Linked DNA regions of Sus scrofa: region 2 is linked to region 1. The links are chromatin contacts, called in public Hi-C maps. All regions are on one chromosome and are shown on one strand. The core of a region is the stretch at or near the end of the contact, and the rest is flanking DNA. Distances in the headings are between cores, read along the strand shown. Region 1 holds the start of PPP3R1 (calcineurin subunit B type 1). Region 2 overlaps PPP3R1 (calcineurin subunit B type 1).

Evidence for each region. A called contact is a pair of places that touch in the nucleus more often than the background predicts.
Region 2: a contact with region 1 is called in a Hi-C map of liver, with 1.7 times the contacts expected there. The contact joins the enhancer-like site here to the promoter of PPP3R1 in region 1. A contact is called at or near these places in 1 of 5 promoter capture datasets (liver), 11 of 47 Hi-C or Micro-C datasets (embryonic fibroblasts, epiblast stem cells, heart right ventricle and 6 more) and 2 of 2 datasets of contacts at active chromatin or transcription factors (alveolar macrophages and skeletal muscle).

What each region holds. Positions count from the first base shown.
Region 1 is chr3:74,001,885-74,008,200 of Sscrofa11.1, forward strand. It overlaps PPP3R1 (calcineurin subunit B type 1), which reads left to right and starts at 2,736. Exons shown (of 6, transcript XM_021087426.1): 1 at 2,736-3,244. The coding sequence starts at 3,242.
Region 2 is chr3:74,037,796-74,044,111 of Sscrofa11.1, forward strand. PPP3R1 (calcineurin subunit B type 1) reads left to right here. Exons shown (of 6, transcript XM_021087426.1): 2 at 2,576-2,615. Among named protein-coding and RNA genes, the nearest start is that of PPP3R1, 36 kb to the left of the region's middle. Within about 2 kb of position 2,921, at least 3 of the 83 cell types and tissues checked have an H3K27ac peak or open chromatin away from gene starts, as enhancers often do. A contact at or near this core is called in liver, where this site is marked.

The DNA.
Region 1 (6,316 bases), core at 1,486-3,985:
ATTAACCACTGAGCCAGGGTGGGAGCTCCAACATTTCTAACTTAAAGAGAAATGCAGATACATTGGATCCTACGGTAGCTATGGTCAAATGTGACTGTAAACATTATTCTTTTTTTTAAAACTTTTATTTTTTTTCTACTTAGCAGTTTTATTATTGTGTCTGTGTCCTTTCTTTTTCCTATCACCAAACAAGGAGATATATGAAGATTTCAATTTTGATCTCTGTTTTCAAGTTGAGGCCCAACTCTCTATTCCTTTCTACCCTGAACCTCTGGCTTCTTCCTAGTTGGGTGCGTCCCCAGGGAAATAGCTCACCAATTCAAATCTAGCATCTTCAAATTCAATCTCACCTCAGCACTCAGCCATCAGATTTCTCCTGACTTCTCTATTTCTCTTAATGGGTCAGTATTTTCCACCAGACAAACTAAAAATCTTTTATTTCTACCTTTTCTTGTTCCCTATAACTGCTAAATTGCATCATCAGCGCTTTTTTTTTCCTTCTCTACATGTCTTTCCTGTTTACCCCTCCTTTTCTCTGCCATTGGTACGTCTCATCACCTCAAACTCAGCTGTTACCATTCTTTTTACTGGTATATCTGTCATAAGTGTCTCTTCCGCCAACTTATCTCCATCATATTCCTTTTGATTGCAAAGTTTTCTAGGAAAAATAATCCACTTATTAGATATATCCTTTGCCTTTTCACTTTTGTAATTATTAAAGATGCATTTTGGATTTACCTCTCTCAATGATTCAAAAGAGACTAATTTGTTTCAGTGTCAGACATGCAACCTGCTACCTGTCTGTATTTTATGCAGTGTACACAAAGCCTGGAGAATATAAGTGGTGAACTCTGGTAGACTTGCAGAATGACCTTGTGTCTCTTGCTTTTATCAGTCACAGAGGTTAAGCAATCTTTCACAGTGCTCTGCTCTTGAATTTCTGATTTAGGTTCACAACAGATATCTGTTGAATAATTATAATCTGAACTGGCTGAAACCATGACAAAATTACGGGTTACTCAGCCTACTGCATCCATATAGCTCAAATTCCTTCTTAGTATTCAATCCTCAGTCAAAATGATAATTTGATTTTCACTAAATATGTCCAAGGGACACACACACACACAAATGCAGCTACAGTGATTATCTCTGAGAAATGGAGTTGAGGAGGAGGAATTTTTTTAATATTGTACTTAAAAAAAAAACAAGCCTGCCTTATTTTATGATGAAAAGCTAATGAAAAAATAATACACCTAAAAAAAATGTAAACGACAATTTGCCTTAGGGATTTCCCTGTTTTGGAATACATTTTGTCATCTAAATAGCAACATAGCTCTTAGAATAAAAGGTGGAAGAAACAGGGTCAATTCTTGGCCTTTCCTTGATACAGCTTATCAGTCTAAGTTACTTTTCCTTAATTATCCTGACACGGAAGCAAGGTAGTTCTTAAAGAAAAGGGGGGTTGCAGGGAGACCTAGGGCACATCACTGAGCTATTAGAAAAGATGAGTGTTTATCATATAGAAAAAAGGTTAGCGTGGAAAAACAGAACTCTCACATAAGGAGCTTTAACAGACTGCCTTTAAAAACAGTGGTTTTATAAAATTACCCAAAATAGTTTGTCCATAAGGAGTTTCTGACCACTCAGTAAACATCTCTTGCTATTTCTCGCGCGCGCGCGCGCACACACACACACACACACACACACACACACACACACACACACACACACACACATGATTACCAAGCTCTGAAGAGGTTAAAACTGTTACAAATGTTTTCTTCATTATCTATACCACGCTTCTCCTGGCAGCTCCCGCCTCCCTTCTGAACATAACTTTCCTCCTTATGCTTTTCTGGACTCCATTTCCTACTGGTAGTCTGAATTTTCCGGGAATGGTAATTGCCACCAAAGTGGATACAGCCCCGCTAAAGGGACAAGTGGGCATTCTGTCTTCTAACGTTTTTCAAAAACAAACACTGCTGTTCCGCGTCAAATGGTAGCTTGAAGGGTTTAAGGAAAATATCGAGCTGGGTGAGAAAGGCTTTGCGGTAGTGGAAGGCAACCCCTCTAGTCGGTTGTGCAGTGACTTCCTGCGCCTTAAGCTGCAGCCAACTCTGGCTCTCCAACCCGGCTCCCGACTGCCAACCCACACTGGAGTGTGGGCCTGCGGCTGCTGCACCCGGGTGACAACAGCCTAGATGTGCCATACATTCTGTAGGGGGTCCAAGCCGTCACAGTGATGCAAAGATACCTGTCCTCAAGCGCAAATTGATTCCTTCTTGCCCCAGGGCTGGGATTTTCCTTGTGTGTGTGTTTCTGTGTGTGTGCGCGCGCAGAGTCTGGGTGGTTCCGACACCTTAAGGCTGCATATCTAACTGTTCCTCTTCCCCTCGAAGCTCCCACCCCTGAGTCCAAGTCCCCCTCCGCCTAGTGCTCGCGCACCCCTCGCATTTCCTCCTTCCCCGCCCAGGCCAGCCTTCACCCCCCTTCCCCCTCCCCCCAGTGCTCCGCGCCCGCCTCCAGCCACATGACAGGAAGGGCTCCGCCACGCGACGTCACCGACGTCCGCGCCCCCGCCCCCGCGCTTCCCCCGCCCCGCACGCTGGGGGCGGCCGGCGGAGGGAAGAACGTGGTCGGCGCGCTCTGCGCTCCCCAACCAGAGCTCGCCAGAGCGCCGCGGCGGCCGCCGCCGAGCCGGCGCGCGAGTTCCCGGATGTGCGGCGCTCGCGGAAGCCCCGCCCCCGCCGCCGGCTCCACGCGCGCCCCCGCCCTTCGCCCCGCGCGCTGCTGCGCTCCGCTTTCCCCTCCCTCTCCCGCCCTCCCCCTTTTTCGTGCCTTGAGGTTGCGGGTCAGCACAAGCCACTGCAGTGAGTCCGTCACGGCTCCGGCGCGAGCGCGAGGCTGCAGCCCCCAAGCCGCCTGGCCCATACTCCCCCCGTCTCCTCGCCTGTCTCTCCCCCTTCTCGCCGTCTCTCCTCCCGCGCTCTCCGTCTCTGAATCTCGACCTCAATTTCTCTTCTCCCCGCCCGCTCCCTCGTGCCCAGTCACCCGGCCGGCGCGGTCCCCGCGGCGCCGCCTCCCCTCCCCCAGCCCGCACCCCCTCCCCCGCGGGCGTCCCGCGGGCCGCAGCCACCCCGGCCGAGCGTAGCTGGGCCGCCGCCGCTGCCGCTTCCTGCGGGAGCCCGTCTGAACGCCGACACTCTTCTCCGCGCGAGCGAGCCGCCGACCGCCCAGCAAAATGGTGAGCCCTCTGTTTCCCCACGCACCATCTCTCCCCACTCGCCGCTTCCAGGGGCGGGGGCGGGGAGAGCTCGGACACCCCCGGGCGGCTTCCCCCGGTGGAAAATTCGAGAGACCCGTGAGAACCCTCGCGGCTCGGGGGCGGCGGGCAGCGGATTGACAGCACCGCGGGGCTCCCGCGCCCGCCCCCGGGCCTCCGCGGGGCGCCCCTCCACCCCCTCCCCCGGCGCCCCCGGGATTCCGCCTGGGCCTCGACCCCCGCTCCCCCGGCCACCCGCCCGGGGCTGTCCTCTGGTCGGCCGGCTTTTCTTGTCTCGGGACCCTCCTCCACGTGGAGCCCCCTTCACCCCCAGACTCACTCTCAAGTTCGGGGAGATTCCGAAATCCTGTGGAAATCATATGTGGCAAATGGCTCTTTATATAAGACCCACTTTCTCTCCAGAGCTGCTCTTTCTCCCACTCACTCTATTTTCAAGCAGTGAGTCTTGGCAGGAATCCTGCCACTTACTTCCCTCTCTCCCGCTAGTGTTTATTTCACTGCCTTTTGCAATCTTACGGGGTGGGTTTGTTTGTTTTTCGCTGCTGCTCTTCTCTCTGCAGCGGCGAACCGGAAAGGTCCAAGGTGTAGATTCAGGAAAAGAGTCTAACTCGGCTTTTTACAAACGGGGAGACTTGGTTTTTTATTAATGCTTACTTACTGCCCAGGGTTTTTCGTTTTCTTTGTTACCTTCGAAAGTCTCTCCTGTGCTGGTTGTTTTTGAATCATGGCGATTTAAATTTGTCTTTCCCTACGCTCACTTTAATCCCTAGGTAGAATTCACTGCTGTAGTGTTTCAGCCCGACGCTAGGGGTGTGTCTGTCTCCCGCCTCTGTCACTGTAGCCAAGAAATCAACGACGCCCTTTTAGCCTGTTACCTTACCGGTTCTCTCGCCCGGGCTAGCCGGTGGAGTTTCCTCTTTGTAATCAAGAATTGCATGCACAGTAGAAAAAGTTTGCAGGGCTTTTTTCATACATGTCAGATAGCCGGGCATGTAATTTAGTTTTTTTTTTTTTTAAAGCTTTTTACACAGTTGACCAAAGATTTTACGACGGATTCGTTGACGTTGAGTAATTTCTTGTACCTTTCACTGTATGGTGTTTCACCTTGTGTAGAGTTTATGTCAGGATAGCGTGGTGGGTGAGCGAAAGGAGAAATTCTGTTGCTTGCAGCTTAAGAGCAGTTTGGTGCGATTGTGAGGAGAAAAAAAAGTGAAATTAGTTAAGCTGGCTTTTATGTGAAACACAGGGCAGATGATTGAAGCGCACTGATGGGTGTACTTAAAAATCCACATTAGGAGCAGACTTAATAAATGTTTAGTGATTTCGAGATACAGAAGTTTTTCCCTGCCAACTTGGGAGGTACCTCAGAGACAATTGTGCCTTCAAAGTCAAAACTTAGGTTTTTCCAAAGTGTTGCAGAAAACAAGTTAGATTAGAGCCATTCATAGTACAGACTTTCATTTGGGGAGGTCATAATCTTTTGGAGTTTTGAATTGCACTTTAGTGCTTTAATACAAGTTCCTTTACCTGAAGGTCAGGATGTTGACGATCTTTGTCGTTGCAGTGAAATGTTTTTACCTGTGTTAATAAACAATACATTTTGAGGAACAGTGATCTAGTCTTGCTGTTTATTTAGTATATAGCAGAATGATAAGGTTTCCAGGTGGTTTTTCCTGCCGTGTTGCATCCTCCCAGCCCCTTCTCTCTCCCCTTTTTGAACAATAGGCTGAATTTGGGAAATCCTCTTTTAGTTAGCTCTTAAATTTATCTTCCTGGTACTCAGTATTTCCTTTTCTTTCAAAAATATTTTAAAATTACCGTAAGATATTGTTTTCTTCCAGGTCAGTATTTCCCTCTGTCTTTCCAGTTTCCTTTTTAGTATTTATTTTCTGATTCACTCTTGGCTCTTTTTCTGCTGTCCTCTCAATACCATTTCAGGACATAATTTGTCATGGCAGTGGCGTCTCAACTTTTAGCAGTATGTTGGTCTGCTGAATATAGCACTGGTTTGAAAGTATCAAAACTAGCTCAGCTCTGCCATATGGAATATTGATGAACTCAAATTGGACTTTAGAGTGATCTAATCCATTTTTCTTGTTAATTGAGTATATGGTTCTGAAAACTGACTCCTTTTGGAAAATCTTTGTAGCTCTTACTGAATATCATGGGCAATTTGCATTTTTATCAACAGACTTAATTTACGTGTTAATTTATAAATTTCATTGATTTGTTCAAGTAAGGGGAAAGTAAAAAGTTTTGTAGATTGAATTGAATGTATCAAGAATCTTTTTTGATGGTTATTAGTTTTAGGTGCTATGTTAAAGGTAGCCTACTTTTTTCCTGAGAGTTATGTCTTTTCCTCCATCTCAATTTGTCTTAAATTGTTGAGCAGTGGGTTGAAAATTATGCACATGTACAAAAATGTGAGTACTGCGCTCCTCAGAATTTTCCTTGAACCATTAACAGTTGTCTATGATTAATTAAATAAATGAATTTATTATTAATATCTTTTTGGCTGCACCTATGGCATGGGGAAGTTCTGGGGCCAGGGATTGAATCTGTGACACGTCAGTGACAGTGCTGAATCCTTAACTCACTGAGTCACCAGGGAACTCCATAATGTTTATTTATTGAAATAACTGAATATTACAGTTTTTTCTCTACCTAGGGCATATATAATTTTAGATAGAGAACTTCAATATTACATGCAGAGGTAGATAAAGAATAATTAAATAGAATGTTTGATTAGGTCCCCATGATTGAAAACAGTCTCTGAGTAATTTTTGAAGGAGTAGATTTTATAGAAGCGTTTTTAGAAAGTTAACTTTTCATTTATCAGATACAGTTTTTGCTACATTCTTAGTATAATTTAGAAATATGATCTGGTTTTTAGTGTCTGTTTTTGTTGGAGTAGGTAGTGCACATTTTGTTCTGGATCTATGTGTGAATGAACATACTGTGTAAATATTCTTTATATTTTGCTTCTTAGGACAACCTTAAATTTTATGAGACCTTTTATGTTTTAAATTTTTA
Region 2 (6,316 bases), core at 1,671-4,170, 36 kb after region 1:
CCACTTACAATGAACATAACATATTTTTTAAAATGTTTGGATTTAAATGTACCATTTTGCTATGAGTTACTTCCTATTTTTTTCTGATTTGACTTTTGTTCCTTCCTATTTATCTACCTTTCTTTGGATTGGGTATTTTTATGATTCCATTTTATTTATTTTCTTAATTAGAAGGTATTGCTCTAGGGTTTACAATTTGCATCCTCAACATAATGCTCTACTTTTCCAATAATGGTCTTTCCCTCATGGTTTAAGATCTTGACAACATATATCAAATTTTTCTGTAACATTTGTGCTGTTTTTGTCATACACTTTTTTCTATACATTATATATCCCACAGCATATTGTTATATTTGTGTTATTTGTATTCCAGAGACACTTAAAAATGAGAAATATGTCTTTTATATTTATTTACCATTTCTGGTCATCTTCATTCCTTTCTCTAGATCCAGATTTCCATCTAGTATCATTTTTAGTCTCCCTAAATAATTTTCTTCTGACATTTCTTATTGTGCCATGTGTATTAGAGCCTTTTTTTTTTTTTTAAGTTTTTGGTTATCTGGAAAAAAATTTTACCTTAATATTTAAAAGATATATTTTCTGGGCATAAGATTAGACAGGTTGAGGTTGAAGTAAGTTTAGGAGAGAGAGAAGGCATCATTGTTGGAGAAGCACTGAGAAGCCCTAGCCAGGTTGGTCCTTGTGTCTCAAAGTACTCCCTGAAACCACCCCATAACCCTTTTGACCTCACTTATGAAAAACGATTACAATATTATTTAGAAACAAAACAAAACCTCACAATGGCAGTCTAAGGTGTCATTAAACTTTTTTGAGAGCCTCATAAGAAGCATACTTAGTTGTAAGGTAGAGTGGAATGATGTTTTTTTAAAGGGTATTTTAGAAATTTGGACAGGAAAAATCTGTGAAACAGTAATAGGTAGGAATCATGTTAGTAATCTCAAGGTCAATAAAATGAGGTGTAATCTAAGTGCAACTTAATCTCTGTTCTTTAATAATGTCATTTTATTAATGTTTGATACTTCTATCTTTAAAACATATTTGATATTTAAAGTGATGTAAAATTAGGCTAACTAGTTCTAGAAGATTATCTGGTATAATGTTCAAGGAAAAGACTAATTATTGCCAGCAAGATAATAATTGAAGATGCTAATTTCTAATAACCATTTCTTAGACTTTAAGTTTACTCAGAATAAGAAATACTTTTTGGAGTTTAAAAGCTATCCAGGGAGTTCCCGTCGTGGCGCAGTGGTTAACGAATCCGACTAGGAACCATGAGGTTGCGGGTTCGGTCCCTGCCCTTGCTCAGTGGGTTAACGATCCGGCGTTGCCGTGAGCTGTGGTGTAGGTTGCAGACGCGGCTCGGATCCCGCGTTGTTGTGGCTCTGGCGTAGGCCGGTGGCTACAGCTCCGATTCAGCTCCTAGCCTGGGAACCTCCATATGCCGCGGGAGCGGCCCAAGAAATAGCAACAATAACAACAACAACAACAACAAAAAAGACAAAAGACAAAAAAAAAAAAAAAAAAAAAAAAAAGCTATCCAGCCATACTAAAATGGTATTTCATATTTCAGGCTGTATTTAATAACTTCTTAGGATATATAAGTATATTCGGATATTTAATTGTATATTCTGTTGTGCATTTACTGCTAGACAGGGTCAAAATTAGATGGAATATAGGATGCATGGTATACTTAATTTTATTGCTGAATTTTAAAAATTCAATTTATATTACTTTAAATTCTGTAGACTTTTAACAAGATCTTCATGATTTTTATGTCCTGTGAGTCTTTTATACTTGGAATTTGTACAGCTTTAGGTTTAGAACTACTCCTGGTTCCATTACTAATCAAATGGTATGGAAACCAGCTTACTTGACCACCTCCCTGGATCCAGTCATCAAGAGTTGTTAAACATAGGCATTGGGTCAGGTCTGTAGCTTTCCTACAGCATTTTTTCCCTAAAATAATTTTTTTTGGGGGGGGGGAGTTTAGCAGTCCAGGCAAATTGTATTAACTTGGAGTTTATCAATAAGACTTCTCAAGAAAAGAAAAATCTGGAGTCAAAGTGGCTATCTTACATTGCATCTATGTTCTTATTTTAGTTACATAGCATATAGAATATTCTGTTTCAATGCAGGTATAAATGGTAACATTTTTGTTTTCTTAACAACTTTGCATTCTCAGGAAACTATTCAGTTAAGTAGAAATGGCAAGAGAAGCTTTATATCCAAAAATGAGTTTGCCCAGCAAGATAAATTAGAGCATTGACAGTCTCTAGTGCATTAAAATTTGATATATAGTATGTTTAGGGTATTAAAAATATTTAAATTTTAATCATTTGAATAAATCTTAAATGACAGAGCCCCAACTCCGGCCTTTTTGATTCAAAAGCTTTTTAGCATATTGTATAATTTTTTCTTATCAAAAAATATTTGCAGACCTAGACATACTCATTTATGGCTTATTTCCCAGTGTTTTGTGACTGACGATATTTAAATTGAATCTTTTAAAGACACTTGTGCCAATTTTGTGACTAATTTTTTTTTTCTCCTCCAGGGAAATGAGGCGAGTTATCCTTTGGAAATGTGCTCACACTGTAAGTCAAATATTCTTATCGAGAACTTCTTTTGTTTTCACATCTCTAGATGTTTGTACATAAATCATCTGTAGAGATACTCCATGAATAGCAGAGTTATCCTTTAAATATTTTACATGGGCAGTAAATTTGACTTAGTGTTTTTAAGTTACCACAATAGGGAAACATTTTTTTATAGACCTCTTTTTTAGTAGTATCTGCTGCCCTCTGTTGTAGTTACAAATTGACCCTCAAATGCCAGTGGCTTACCCCAGGAAGTTTTTCAGATTAACAAAGCTTCAGGTCAGCAGATAACTTGTTTAATTTGTGATTATGTAAAAGAAAGGGCTAGTTGGAGGCAGCACTTTGGTGGACTAAGCAGCTATTGCACAAGACCTTTCTGAGGAAAAGGGGGAGTGTAAGAAGTGTGGGTGGACTGGTTATTCTCTGACATGCTAGAGAATACAAAGAAAGAAAATGACAATCTTAGAGATTCTTGATTCAAGGATCACAGGGCCAGGGAGCTCGAAATCAAAAGGTCTCTTGTGTGGAAGTACAGTGATTGGGAAAGAGGGAGATGATGAAAATTGGAATGGGGACCCTTGGTAAATTTAGATACCATCGTGAGGGCCCAGAGTTCCCAAACCATCCTGAATGTTCCTTGTCCTTTCCGCTGTCCCTGGCTGGTCCTGCCTTGTTTAGAGACATCTCATCTCTTTGCAATGAGAATTCTCTTCTTTTTTGTCCTACTAAAAGTGTATCCTCATTACTTAGGTTTTAGTTATCTCCTTTTCCCAGAACACTAGTCAGTTTCTTTCATTCTCATCAATGCCTTTGCTTGCTGTGAGCCCTGAGTAAATGCTCTTTCATCAGCTCTTTTCTTGACTGACTTCACTGTCTTTCAGATCTCAGCATATATGTCACCTCTTTGGAGATTTTTTTTCTTTTTCTCTCAACTCCCTTCATATTCTCACTAACATGGGTGGTACCTTATTTATTTTCTTTATAGCCGTTACTTTAAGCTTAAATTACTTGTTGCTTAATTCACTTACTCCATTTTATTTTGCATTTTGTAACTTCTACAATTTTTAAAACTTTTTTATGGTCATACCCTATGACCAATTACCCACTGTTCTGCCATTCCAACTACTATTTACATTTTATTTTACAGTTTCTTTCCAGGCTTTCCATTATTATGATCATATGTAGGTATATATTTTTGTTTTAAACATGAAGATAAAATGTTGCATCCAGTGTGTTATTAGAATTGACCCAAACCAGGAGTTCCCTTTGTGGCTCCGGGGGTTAAGAACCCAACTAGTATTCATGATGATTCAGGTTTGATCCCTGGCCTTGATCAGTGGGTTAAGGATTTGGTGTTGCCGTTAGCTATGGTGTAGGTTGCAGATGCAGCTCGGATCCTGTGTTGCTGTGGCTGTGATGTAGGCCAGTGGCTACAGCTCTGATTCGACCCCTAGCCCAGGAATTTCTGTATGCTGTAGGTGCAGCCCTAAAAAGACCAAAAAAAAAAAAAAAAAAAAAAAAAGAGAGAGAGAGAGAATTGACCCAAACCAAATAATTATGACTATCTAGATCTGTGTTGCTAAACACTGCTTATCTGTAGTTTTGTTACTGAAGTTTTTTTTTTTAGAACACAGCCATGCCTGTTTGTTCACATACTGTCTTTGGTGGTTTTTGTGTACAATGGCAGAGTTGAGTAGTTGCAATAGATATATGGCCCGTGAAGCCTAAAATATTTACTATCTGAGCTCTCAGCAAATTTAATGAATCTGTTACAGACTTATAGCCATCTTCTGGATTTGAGAACTATCACTTCTCCACTGTCTAATCACTGACATGTAGTCAGGATAGAGTACTTATAGACTAGTGCTCTGAGGGGTTATCTCTATCTCCAATTATGATCTTAATGTGTCAGCTGTATAGTTTCTTTAGAATTGAAAGGGTTCTCAAAATTGTGCCTCGCTGCTTGCTGTTCGGCTTAATCCTGTGGTGTAATTATTCCTTTGGAGGCCTGTGGGCAAGAAGGAGGTGTGGTAGCAGGTAGGATTTAGTCTGCAAATAGAGTTGGGATAGGCTGTTGGAGGTACAGCTCTGATAGAAATGAGGTACTAGGAGATTAGCTTTTGTTTCTTCATTAGGGAACAAAGGTCTTAAGGGGACAGGTGTATCCCAGGTTCTTATCTTCTGCTCTCCCTTTAAATCTGGGAGTGAGGGTTCTTAACTTGACTGCAAAGAAAAATCTACCAGGGCAGAAGGCAAGATGGATATTCCCTTTAGTACATCTAGGATGGCAAAAGCCATGTTTTTTGTTTTTTGGGTTTTTTAAAATATAATGATTTTTATTTTTTTTCATTATAGCTGGTATACAGTATTCTGTCAATTTTCTACTCTCCAGAGTGGTGACCCAGTTACACATACATGTATAGATTCTTTTTTCTCACATTATCGTGCTCCATCATAAGTGTCTAGATATAGTTCCCAGTGCTACACAGCAGGATTAGAAGCCATGTTTTTTAAATAGTAAGTATTTGAAATAGACTTCATACACTGTTAAAGCTGTCTCTTTCAGTTTTATCCTTAGAACTTAGGAAGTCTTTTTTTACGATCTTATCTGTGCTTTGATGGAACTTGAGCCTTGTCACTAAAGATCTGTACTTTTCAGTGGCTGTTCAACTAGGTATGAATCTGTCTGAATTCTTCTGTCATCTAGCATATTTGTAGCTTGCCCCTAATTCCTATTTGGTTCACTAGAATATATTTTATACATGGTTTGGATGAAGTTAACCACATTAAAATCACCACTTTTTTCCCTACCCACACACTGTAGTTGTCTTTTTTTGCACATTTGCAAAACCTCTTTTAATTGGAAGAGCTTATGTTATGTAAACAGCCAGTGCCTTAAATAAAATATAAAATGTTAAAACTAACCCTTGAGGCACTTTACTGTTTACACTTCCCTGTTGAGGTCTTGCCTTTTCAACCCTCCAGGCCTAGTTCAGTTCCAGGTTCTCTGTGAGGCTTTCTGTAATTGCTTCAGCTTCCGAAGTCCTCTCACTTCTTTAGGTGGATTCTATCTCTTTTCTTCTTTTAGTATTTAAGTTACACTGTTTTTAAAAAAGATAATAAGATTCTGATGTACCCTGGTGGTACAGTGGGTTAAGGATTCAGTGTTGTCACTGCTGTGGCTCGGGTTGCAGCTGTGGTGCAGGTTCAATCTCTGGCCTAGTAACTTCACATCCCCATGGGTGTGGCCAAAAAAAAATAATAAAGTAATATAATAAGATTATAAATTGTATGCTGTAAAGTACTGTTTTTGACCCTGAGACACACAGATAAAAACTAGAAGTGGTTGTAGTTTAGTTACTGGGAAAAAGAGACATGCATACATTTTTACAATGGGAATAAACCATTATAAGCAATAAAAGCAAAAAATTCCGAAGAGGCGAAGTTTACTTTTGGCTAAGAGATTTAGAAAGAGCTTCATGGAAGGGGTGACGTTCGAAATTATTATTACTATTTTTTTGGCCACATGTGCACCATGTAAAGCTCCCAGGCAAGGGATTGAACTCTCACTGAAGTTGTGACCCGACCTGTGCCACATACAGCTTGAAGCTCCGCCGGATCCTTAATCCACTGCGCCAAATGGGAAATTCCTGAAATTGTTTTTGAAACTTGTGTAAGATTTGAATACTGATTAATTC